Regions from separate parts of the Mus musculus genome. Here regions 1 and 3 are each linked to region 2. A link is a contact called in public promoter capture Hi-C data. All regions are on one chromosome and are shown on one strand. Each heading gives the region's core, a stretch centred on a gene start, on an enhancer-like site or on the middle of the called end of the contact. The rest is flanking DNA. Distances are from core to core; before and after follow the strand shown. Region 1 holds the start of Miga1 (mitoguardin 1). Region 2 holds the start of Asb17 (ankyrin repeat and SOCS box-containing 17). Region 3 holds the start of AI115009 (expressed sequence AI115009).

What was found. Promoter capture Hi-C pulls out the DNA fragments that hold promoters and counts their contacts.
Region 1: a promoter capture Hi-C map of hippocampal neurons shows a contact between it and region 2, with 2.6 times the contacts expected there. The contact joins the promoter of Miga1 here to the promoter of Asb17 in region 2. A contact is called at or near these places in 2 of 39 promoter capture datasets (the C10 cell line and hippocampal neurons) and 1 of 115 datasets of contacts at active chromatin or transcription factors (embryonic forebrain).
Region 3: a promoter capture Hi-C map of hippocampal neurons shows a contact between it and region 2, with 5 times the contacts expected there. The contact joins the promoter of AI115009 here to the promoter of Asb17 in region 2. A contact is called at or near these places in 4 of 39 promoter capture datasets (embryonic stem cells, hippocampal neurons, pre-B cells and 1 more), 1 of 115 datasets of contacts at active chromatin or transcription factors (embryonic forebrain) and 1 of 9 other capture datasets (liver).

The regions. Positions count from the first base shown.
Region 1 is chr3:152,338,600-152,341,697 of GRCm38.p6, forward strand. It overlaps Miga1 (mitoguardin 1), which reads right to left and starts at 1,808. Exons shown (of 16, transcript NM_174868.4): 1 at 1,653-1,808.
Region 2 is chr3:153,842,498-153,845,730 of GRCm38.p6, forward strand. It overlaps Asb17 (ankyrin repeat and SOCS box-containing 17), which reads left to right and starts at 1,750. Exons shown (of 3, transcript NM_025758.4): 1 at 1,750-2,236. The coding sequence starts at 1,836.
Region 3 is chr3:152,665,616-152,669,108 of GRCm38.p6, forward strand. It overlaps AI115009 (expressed sequence AI115009), which reads left to right and starts at 1,298. Exons shown (of 4, transcript NR_040386.1): 1 at 1,298-2,217. Ak5 (adenylate kinase 5) reads right to left here and starts at 2,745. Exons shown (of 14, transcript NM_001081277.2): 1 at 2,185-2,745. The coding sequence starts at 2,244.

The DNA.
Region 1 (3,098 bases), core at 558-3,057, 1.5 Mb before region 2:
AGCTACAGTGTACTTACATATAATAAATAAATCTAAAAAAAAAAAGAAATTAAAAAAAAAAAAAAGAATTACGGGTGGGGAGGGAGACATGAGGAGACCAACTGTCCTAATCCATTGGGTCTCGACCTTTCTAATGTGCTGCGACCCTTCAATACAGTCCCTCATATTTGGTTGTGGTGACCCCAACCAAAGTTATTTTCTTTGCTACTTCATAACTGTTAGGAATCACCATGTAGGTATCAGTGTGTTCCGATGGTCTTAGGCAACCCCTGTGACCTACCAGGGGGTCACCAGCCACGGGTATGGAACCACGGCTTTAGAGTCTGGGTACTTACAGAATTATGAGTTCTCTGTTGTTAGTGCACCCAGCTGCTCACAGAAGATGCATTTATAAAGTACAAATCCACTCACAACTGTGTGCATTCATAACTGAGAAATACCCTAGGGTAGAGAGAAGGGTCGGCAGTGCAGAGCACTGGCTGTTCAAGAGCCAGGGCTGATTCTCAGCACCAGCATGGTGGCTCACAGCCATTTATAACTCCAGTTCCAAGGAATTCCACACCCTCCTCTGGACTCCACGGACTGTCGTACCTGGTGCATGGGCATGCAAGCAAAACACTCATATATTTAAAGGAATAAAATAAAAAATACCAGTGACGAAGTGCTTATTTGAGCTTGGCACAGCACTTTGCTCAAAGAATCCGGACAAACCTTTACTTTTGAATTCTAGATACCTCGTTTCTTCTTACTGAAAATCACCAAGGAAACTGAATCTAAACATGATCGTCACTAGCTGACAAACTTCCACAGTAGGCGTTCCGGTTTCTTACAGAAGTATAATGAAAATAAACATGGAAGCAGTTTTATGACTATTCAAATTTGTAAAAGAAACCATAAAACATCACTGCAAATGACCTCACTCTTTGCATGCACCAAGCACTGGTTTATTAAAAGTGTCAATCACCGGAGTTTTCATTTTTAACATCCTGAAATTCTATTCTACAACTCTGACTCTAAGAGCAAGAAGTGAACTGCTACTGAGCCTATATGACACGAAGTGCGAATATACACAACTTAAAACTCTGAGGCTGTACACACACACACACACACACACACACACACTCGAGGGGTTCCATGCTGGCCAGGCAGGCCTGGAATCACTAGGTAACCGAGAACGACCCTGAATCTCTGATCCTTCTGCCTCCACCTGCCCCGTGCTAAGACCACGCATGCAACAACTCCTCTTGTTATCTGAGGAGATATTTCAATGGAATAAGTAGTCGTTACTGACAATAACCTGGTAACAATAATCGCCTGTGAGCTCTGTGTAAAACCAAGATGGCTAGTGGTCACGCCTATAATCCCATCACTAGGGAGGCTGAGGCAGGAGGATTACCACCAGCGGGAGCCCCCGCGTGGTCTCTGAAGTGAGTTCCAGACACGCAGTCTGTTGGGTTGCAGGGTGAGACGCTGGCCGAATAAAAACAATCATTCTAAAAACAAGATGTCTGGGCGGCTCCCAAAAGAGCAGGTGCTCAAGAATTCTGGTGAGCGGGCCACGGCTTCTCCGCAGCCGCCCCGTGACGGGCGTCATCAGCACCCAGGCAGCTGCTAAGGTCCCCGCCGCCCGCGCTGTCCCCGTCCCCGCTCACCGCCGTTCTCTCCGCTCTGCGGGCCCCGCGCTCCGAGCGGTGTGGTCCCCGGCCCGTCGCCCGCTCTGCCCCGCGCCCGCCAGCACCTGAGCCTCCTCGGTCTCCCAGCCGCAGCCCGCACCTAGCAGCCTCTGGCTGCGGGAGGCGGAGTTCTTCCGGGGTCACGACGCAAAGGTAAGGAAAGTGGAGGGGCCGCGGGCGGACTGCGTGAGGGGCTACGTGCGAGGCCGCTCCCGCCATGTTTGTTCAGGGCAGTGGGCTCTGGCTTAGCCTGCTGCTCAGTGGAGAATGGCAGCCCTTTATATAAATAAACCTTGTCAGAGGAGTTGGTAACTTCTTAGGACTATAGGACCGTTCAGAGAATCTGACTAAAACGATGGAGGTTTTTCCTATAAAAAATGGCCAGAGCTAAGGCGTGGTGGCACACGCCTTTAATCCCAGCACTCGGGAGGCAGAGGCAGGCGGATTTCTGAGTTCAAGGCCAGTCCGGTCTACAAAGTGAGTTCCAGGACAGCCAGGGCTACAGAGAAGCCCCGTCTCGAAAAACCAAAACAAACAAACAAACAAACAAACATTATTTATTAAAGTAAACATTACAAACACACACCGCACACAGGTGCACAGACGCACATGCACACCATTTTGAGGCCCAGAAACCCATCGTGGATCCCAAATTAAGAATTTCTGGGCTGGAAATGTAGGTCCTTGGTAGAGTTTATGCTGAGCATATGAGGCTGTTTAATTAATTCCTCCACCAAGCAACCAAGCAAGTTCTATCACAGCCCCTCAGCCCTCAAGTAAGTGAGGGTAACAGGCAGGATGAATGGACCATATATAAATGATGCATTATTATTATTTTAATTCTTTTATTTTTAATCTTCCACTAAATTTAGCAACCTAAGACTAGCAATGAAGTTAAGAATGAAGTATTCTAGATTGAGGGTTAAAAATCAACCATCAGAGCTGTGTGGTGGTGCATACCTTAAGCCCTCAGAAGGCAGAGATGGGCGGATCTCTGTGAGTCTGAGGCTAACTCTGATAGCCGAGGCTACACACAAAAATCCTATCTCCAAAAGCAAACAAAACAAAAAAAAAAAAAAAAGAAAAAATCAAACATTAAGGATCTGGCTCAGTTAAAAGCGCTCATCTCTCTTGTACAAGATTCCCACTATCCACAGCAGGCAGCTCACAACAGTCCAGAACTCTGGTTCCATGAGGATGGAATGTTCTCTGATGGCTTTGAAGGCTACCTGCACACTTACAAACATGTAAAATACATCGTCTCTCATCAAAGCAGCCATCACGCCTGTTTAAACACCTGCATCAGTTGCTGGCCCCAGCTGACAGTGTCCTGGAGTCGCCTCCCCAGCAAAGGCCAACCAAAGAGGACCTTGGTTCCTGAATGAGGTGGGGAGGTGACTTAGGACTCGGTGGGATATGCTTAGA
Region 2 (3,233 bases), core at 500-2,999:
CTGGTAATTAAATCCATACAAAGAATTCAAGTATTTTTTAACATTTCAACAGTGAACAGCTAGATATATGATGGAAAAATTCCATTCCAACTATTTACTAACCATATAAAGTACATAGAAACAAACAAATGTATGGAGAAATGTATCAAGGTTGTTGATGAAGGAAATCATGGAAACTCTGGGCTGGAGAGAGAGTTCAACAGGCTCTCTAATCATGAGGACAGGAGTCCAGATCTGAGGCAGGAGGATCACTGGAGCGCAGGGAGAGAGTACGCCTGAAAGGAACAGGCTCAGACTGGTAGACAAGGCCATTTGCCTTCTTCTGGCCTCTGCATATATGCACACACAGATACATAAGAAAATACATCCCTTTCAAAAAGGAAGTCATAACTGGCTGATCTGAAAGGGAGACTTAAATAATTGAATGTCCATCTTAAGTTTCTAGATAGAAACACTCAACATTTAAACATCTTTCAAAAGATATTAGTTCATACATCAAGTATGGTTATAGATGAATATGAAGATTCATCATGATATAAAAGTAATGATAAAAGGAGCCACATAATTGTGGCAGAACAAAACATTGGAAAACTTTGCAGAATTAAACCCAACTAAATATGTTCCAATTAATCCAACCCATCGATTTCCCTGTCTCTCAAAAGTCAATGATGCACTAAGACTTTTAAGTGGTAATTTCAATAACCTCATGGGTTGTGTTTTTAATGTTGATTTGCATCTTATTTTTGTATGTAAGCATGGTATCTCTGTACATGTGTGCATAAGTATGTATGTGTTTATGTGTGTGTGTATGTGTATCTGTGTGTGTGTAAATGTGTGTGTGTGTGTGTAAATGTGTGTGTATGTGTGTGTGTGTTTATATGCAGATCTCACTGTGTGCATGTGCTCAGAGGGTAACTTGCAGAAATCCATTTTTTCCTAACATCTGGGTTCTGGGATCCCACGCAGGTTTCTCGGCTTGACATCACACTTTTACTCACTAAGCTGTCTCACTGGCCCTGGGAGCTGTTATCTATTGTGTAATATGCTTCATCTAAGATATAGAAATGGGGTATGTCAGCAAAGTGACAGAATAGGAAGCCCCAGGTCTTCATCCTTACCAATGCCTGGACCAACTCTGTTCTCTGAAATACAGAAACCAGGGTTCTCCATTTAAACTATATGTCCAGCCTAGATTTGAAGTTTTAAAGGGCTAAAAAATTTAATCTATATCCTTATATTATGTAAGTAATTGCATTTCTAATGTACTTAATATCAAACCATGTGTTTATTTTTTAAATGATATTCCAATTATATACTTTCTGCCAGGCTTGCAGAAAAAACATTCCAAAACCACATTTCGAGATTTTATTTACGAGGGTGTCACGTGTGGGGATGGCAGACTCCCTCCTACACGGGAACGAACCAGTGAGGCCTAAGAGAAGGCAGCACTCACGCAGATCTCACGAGCTGTACCTGACTAGGGTCACATGACTAATCAATATTAATATGTAGTGTGATGTACACAGGGTGCTTCTCACACCTGAGAGACACACGGCATAGACAGAGTGGAATCTTTGTAAAGTTTCCTCTTAGCTCTCCTGCATGCCATTGCTATCCTTTAGGTTTTTCATATGTCACCAACTTCACAACCGCCTCAGGTTTCTGACCCGGGCTGATGACGGCTCTGCAGGTATTGTGATGTCACCCTGCTGCCTTCCCTCTGGCTGATGAGGGGCACGCCTGCGTCTGGAGTAGAGCCTCCCACATTATCAAGGCCTGTGACTGAGGAATGGCAGCATGACTGCCCACCGTGCTCTTCCTACCCTTAAGAAGCAATGAATAACTCTTCTAAATTATGCCGGAAGACGTCTTTTCCAAGAAGCAATATATTCTGTAACCTTGTTGACAAGATAGTTAAGCGGCCCTCTCTGCAGTTTCTGGGCCAATGGGGATACCACTGCTATGAACCCAGGATTTACAGAACCCTGGCAAAAATCCTGAGGTATGTTGACTTGGACGGCTTTGACATACTCCTCACGGACTATATTGCTTTTGTGGAAAAGTCAGGACACCGTTTTGAACTCAACTTTAACCTTGAGTTTACTGAAATATGCGTGAATACCATTCTGTACTGGGTTTTCGCCAGGAAAGGTAATCCTGACTTCGTGGAACTGCTTCTCAAGAAGACGAAGGACTATGTCCAAGACAGAAGCTGCAGCCTGGCGCTGATATGGAGGTAATCTCATGCTTTGTCCAGAGAGAGGTGTGTCTGGGAGAGGGCAGGGCTGTCTGCTTAGCTCAGCTTGTGAGGTGGGAATGTGTCATTGGGTTTTACCTGTAGTGCGCACTATCAAGTCATGCTGGATCTGCTCAAGGAAAGCAATGTTAGCAAACGCATGGAAAATTCCTTAAAAAGCAACAGACCTTGCCTTACGCCATACTGCGGCCACTTCTTTTGGTCTCCTGAGAGTGTACACTTGCAGTGTGCGTACGGTTCACTCAGAACATTCCTATCACGAGTGGTGCTCAGTCAACACAGCTACGTTGTGTCAGGTCTTAATAAATTTTATTTCAATTCTTCCACAACTGAGTTCAGTGAAAACCATGGTCCTTACAGGCCAACTTTTTACAGCCCGAACTTGTCAATCTGTCTGACAATGTCACGAAACTAAAAGCTCCAGGTGACTGTCTTATAGCTCAAGAGTTTGATCCAATGCTAATCAGTTCTCGGCCCGATCAGAACAGATGTGCATTGGCTCCTTCATTCAGGAAAATGTTTATGCATCACAATCTCTGCAGTGGCAGGAGCAGGTGTCAGCGACACACAAGGCCCAGGTCAGAGACCAGGCAGGGTGGGTTCTGCTGGGAGCAGCCCTGCATCCTGGCTGCATCACTCTGCCGCTCAGAGCATGCAGGACTGTGTTCCTGAATGATCATCCCAGCACATGAATGGGTAGCTGGGGTCTAGAAATAGTAAATAACTCCCTCCCCCCATAGGACTTGTGGTGGATTGAATATCCTTGGCCCATGGTAAGTGGCACTATTAGGAGATGTGGCCTTATTGGAGGAAGTGTGTCACTGTGTAGGCAGGCTTTGAGGACTCTTAGTGCTCAAGTTCCACCCAGTGTGGAAGAGAGCCTCCTCCTAACTGCCTACACAAGGCAGTTCCCCTTCTGTTGCCTTCGGATCAAGATGTAGAATCTCTCAGCTCTTTCTACAGCACCATATCTGCT
Region 3 (3,493 bases), core at 48-2,547, 1.2 Mb before region 2:
ATCGGTAACAGTGAGCTTCAGTCTTTCACTGGTAACTTAAGTCCTTTTTCCTAAGTGCCAGCAGCAGCCCAGGACTGAATATAGGTAGTCTACTGGTGCTATTGCTTAGTCTCTGAGTTAACCCTCTGAATATGTAAATAATCTAGTTAGACTTTTGATAGCATTCAACTAATTGCCAACCTCTGATCTAAGGTCAGAGACCAATAGTTATATTACAAAGGCGAATTAGGAACACAGCAGAACCAGCTGCAAACGTTCTGTTGTGTTTTGTTTTTAATTTATTTTTAAAGCGGGAGTACTTTTCAACCACAAACCTAGCAGATACTCTGTACCACCCAAAGAGATCTGAAAAGTTCCATTATATTCTAGGCTTTGGTGGTGATACATTGCATCAGCCACCTGTTACTGTGATCTGTAATGGCATGTACTATCTATCTGCAACCATCTGGGGTTTTGGAAGGCACCTGGTTAAACTTAGAACAGTGTGGATTCTGGCACAGAAAATCCATTTTAGAAATCTGAGGTGTTGGATTTTTGTGGTCTGTACTCGTCACATGGACAATCAGGTCCTGCTTCCCTCTAAGCTGTGCAGTGAATCGGTCTCACTGTTCAAATGGAACCTAGAAGTCTCTATAGTCTTCTCCAGCTCTTTGCTGTCCTGAACTGAGTCTCAGTATACAGCGTTTAGTGCCTCTCAGGTAAGCAAGCTGACGTCCTTTTGAGTGTGTGCAGTATTTGGGGACATTCCATTCATATGCAGAAAAGCCAACGGGAAGCTTGAAGCCTAAGCAGCTACCTACCAGGGCTCATTAGCACACTCCATACAGAGTTCTGTGAGCAGACCACCCTGGCTCCCTGTACATTACCTGGCACCACGGAAGAGAAATGTCAGGAGACTCCGCCAGGCGTGTATCTATCATTCTTTTAGAAGCATAGAAATAAAATCGGTTTTGGTCTTAACATTTATAATTTAAAAAAATATTTCAGCTCTTCATTTCCACATTTACAAAAACAGCAAAAAAAGCTGTCCAAGCACTGTAATTATGGTATCCTGGGTTAAATAAACATAGTTTGGGGGTATTGCAAAAATTATTGTCTTAAGCACTGCACTTTCCTTCTAACAGAAAAAAATCCCCTAAACAGGAAAAAGAACAATGTGTGGCCTTTGGTTTATAATATTACTCTTCCATTTCCTTCAGAATTGGAGGCCAAAATTTTTAAGGCTCATCCTATGAGGCTTGGATTGGTGCCGTCCTTTTTTTTTTTTTTAATTTTTATTTTGTTTTATAACCTAAGCAAAAGCGCTTCGGATTTAGGGTGTTTTAAGACGGAATGTGGAGAGAATAATAGGAAGCAGGACTTCTCTCTGGGAAGCAGGTACCTTTAGCTCATTCCTCAAGCCTCCTTCCTCACATTCCTATCCCCTGTCCCTGGTGCGGATGCTGGATGCTGCTGCTAAGCCCAGCAGAGGCCAGCAACAGGAGTCACGCCTGTCTGGCCGCTCCCAGTCGAACCCAGTCTGTGTAGGTGGGCGCGAGGGCTGGCGCTGGAGGCTGGGAGGACCTTTCAAGCAACCAGCAAACGCGCTCGGGAGTTCATTGACTGGCCGCTTAGAGCTTCAGGGACCCAGGAGATAGCGCTGCACTGGATCGGCTGGGCTGTGTGTATATATGCGTGTGTGGGTTTTTTTTCTCCCTCTCCATCTTCATCCTTCTCCTCAAGCCGTCCCCCCCGGGAGAGTCGCTTCGTCCACGCTTTCCCTCCCCTGCAAGGGGTCCCAACGCTTGGCGCCTGGAATGTTTAGGACTCTGGAACCTTCAGTTTCCTGTCCTGCCTCCGTGTGGGCGACACTGGTCTCACCTGGCTTGACCCTCAGTCCCAGAGAGTGCTGCCAGGCCACGATCTGCTGTCCATTCTGGGTGCCCATCTCGGAGGGATACTCTGGGGACAGCCTGCATCCAGTACCCAGCTTGAAGAGGGAAACTTGATCCCAAGATACGGGTTTCGAAGCCTGCATTTGAAAAGGACCCGAGCGACCCGAGCGCACAAGGCGACTTGTCTGGGGCGAAGGGAACGGCGAGCCTCTGTGAGCGCCTTCATTAGGGACCCTACACCGGAAGGTGCAGCCGGGCACTGGCCCTCGGGACATTCGCTGGGGATCCTTTGGCCACCCCAGCCTCTTACCTCGAAAAGCTGAGGAATGTCCCTCCGGGCCAGGTACTCCTTGGCGTCGTTGGTGTTCATGGCTGTACGGCGCGCGTGCAGTGGGGAGCAGGAGGGGAAGCTCCCGAGGTTGGGGCTGGCGGGGCGCAGCCCTCACTTGGATGCGCTCAGGCCGGGGTCCCCTCAGCGACTCCCGGGCAGCTGTGCAGTCCGCGCTCCCGTCGCCCCCGCGTCCGCGCCGGTCCCCGCGCCAGCCAGCAGCGAGCAGCAGCGGCTTCCCGGGCGCAGGCAGCGCGAGCGCCAGGGGAGGGGCGCGGAGGAGGACCACGCGGCCGACGCCACCAGCCGCCGCCTCCCGGCTCTGCGCGCTCGGCCCGCGCCTCCGGAGCTCGCTGCGGCGGCCGCCAGTCACGCTGCGCGGGCGGGCGCGGGGCGCGGGGGTGGGGACGCGCGGGCTGCAGTCACTCCCCAGCCCGCAACGCAGCCAGGGCAGCCAGGGCACCAAGGAGCCAAGAACCGGGCGATTGGAGCTGGATACAGTTTTGCTTCTACACACACACACACACACACAAACACACACACACACACACACACACACACACACACACCAGACACACACACCAGACACACACACCAGACACCCCCCCACACACACACTATACAGACACACCATACACACTATAGACAGACACTCCCCCCCCCACAAACTTACCACAGACAGACACTCCCACACACACCACAGACGATAGACAGACAGACAGACACCACTTATCATGAGCTCCTCCAGGAGCTCTTCCAGGGGGGAAAAACCCAAGTCAGAGAATTCATATATTCTTAAGTTAATGGCCTTTCAGTGATAGGGAGTTGGAAGTAGGGAAAGAGGAAGGATTCTGTTGGGTCTTTTAACACTGGAGTACCCAGCCCTTAAGAAAAGTTGGAGCAACTTAAACATTTGAGTAGAAGGCCTGAAATCCTTAGCGTAAGATTTAGTGAGCAGTCAAAGAATCTTTTCTGCTGGGAGGAGCTGAAGGAGGAAGAGAGGACTGAGTGGTGGAGAGCTGGGGTCTGCTTTAAACTGCAAAGTGGTCACTGGCCCAAGGGCCATCAGAACGCCCTAACAGGAGACGGCTGGTGAGGTGTACTGGTGCCTACCCAGTTACAGACCAAGGTGCACCCATCCTCCCCACAGCTACCAAGATGACTCATTTCCCACAGATGTCTTTTCACTGCTCTTTGAGAGATGCTCTGGGTCTCCAGGGAATATGATCTCTAACTGCCTGCAAGGGCCCACTCTGGAGAGGGTATGTGGAAGAAAGGAGGCAAAAGCTAC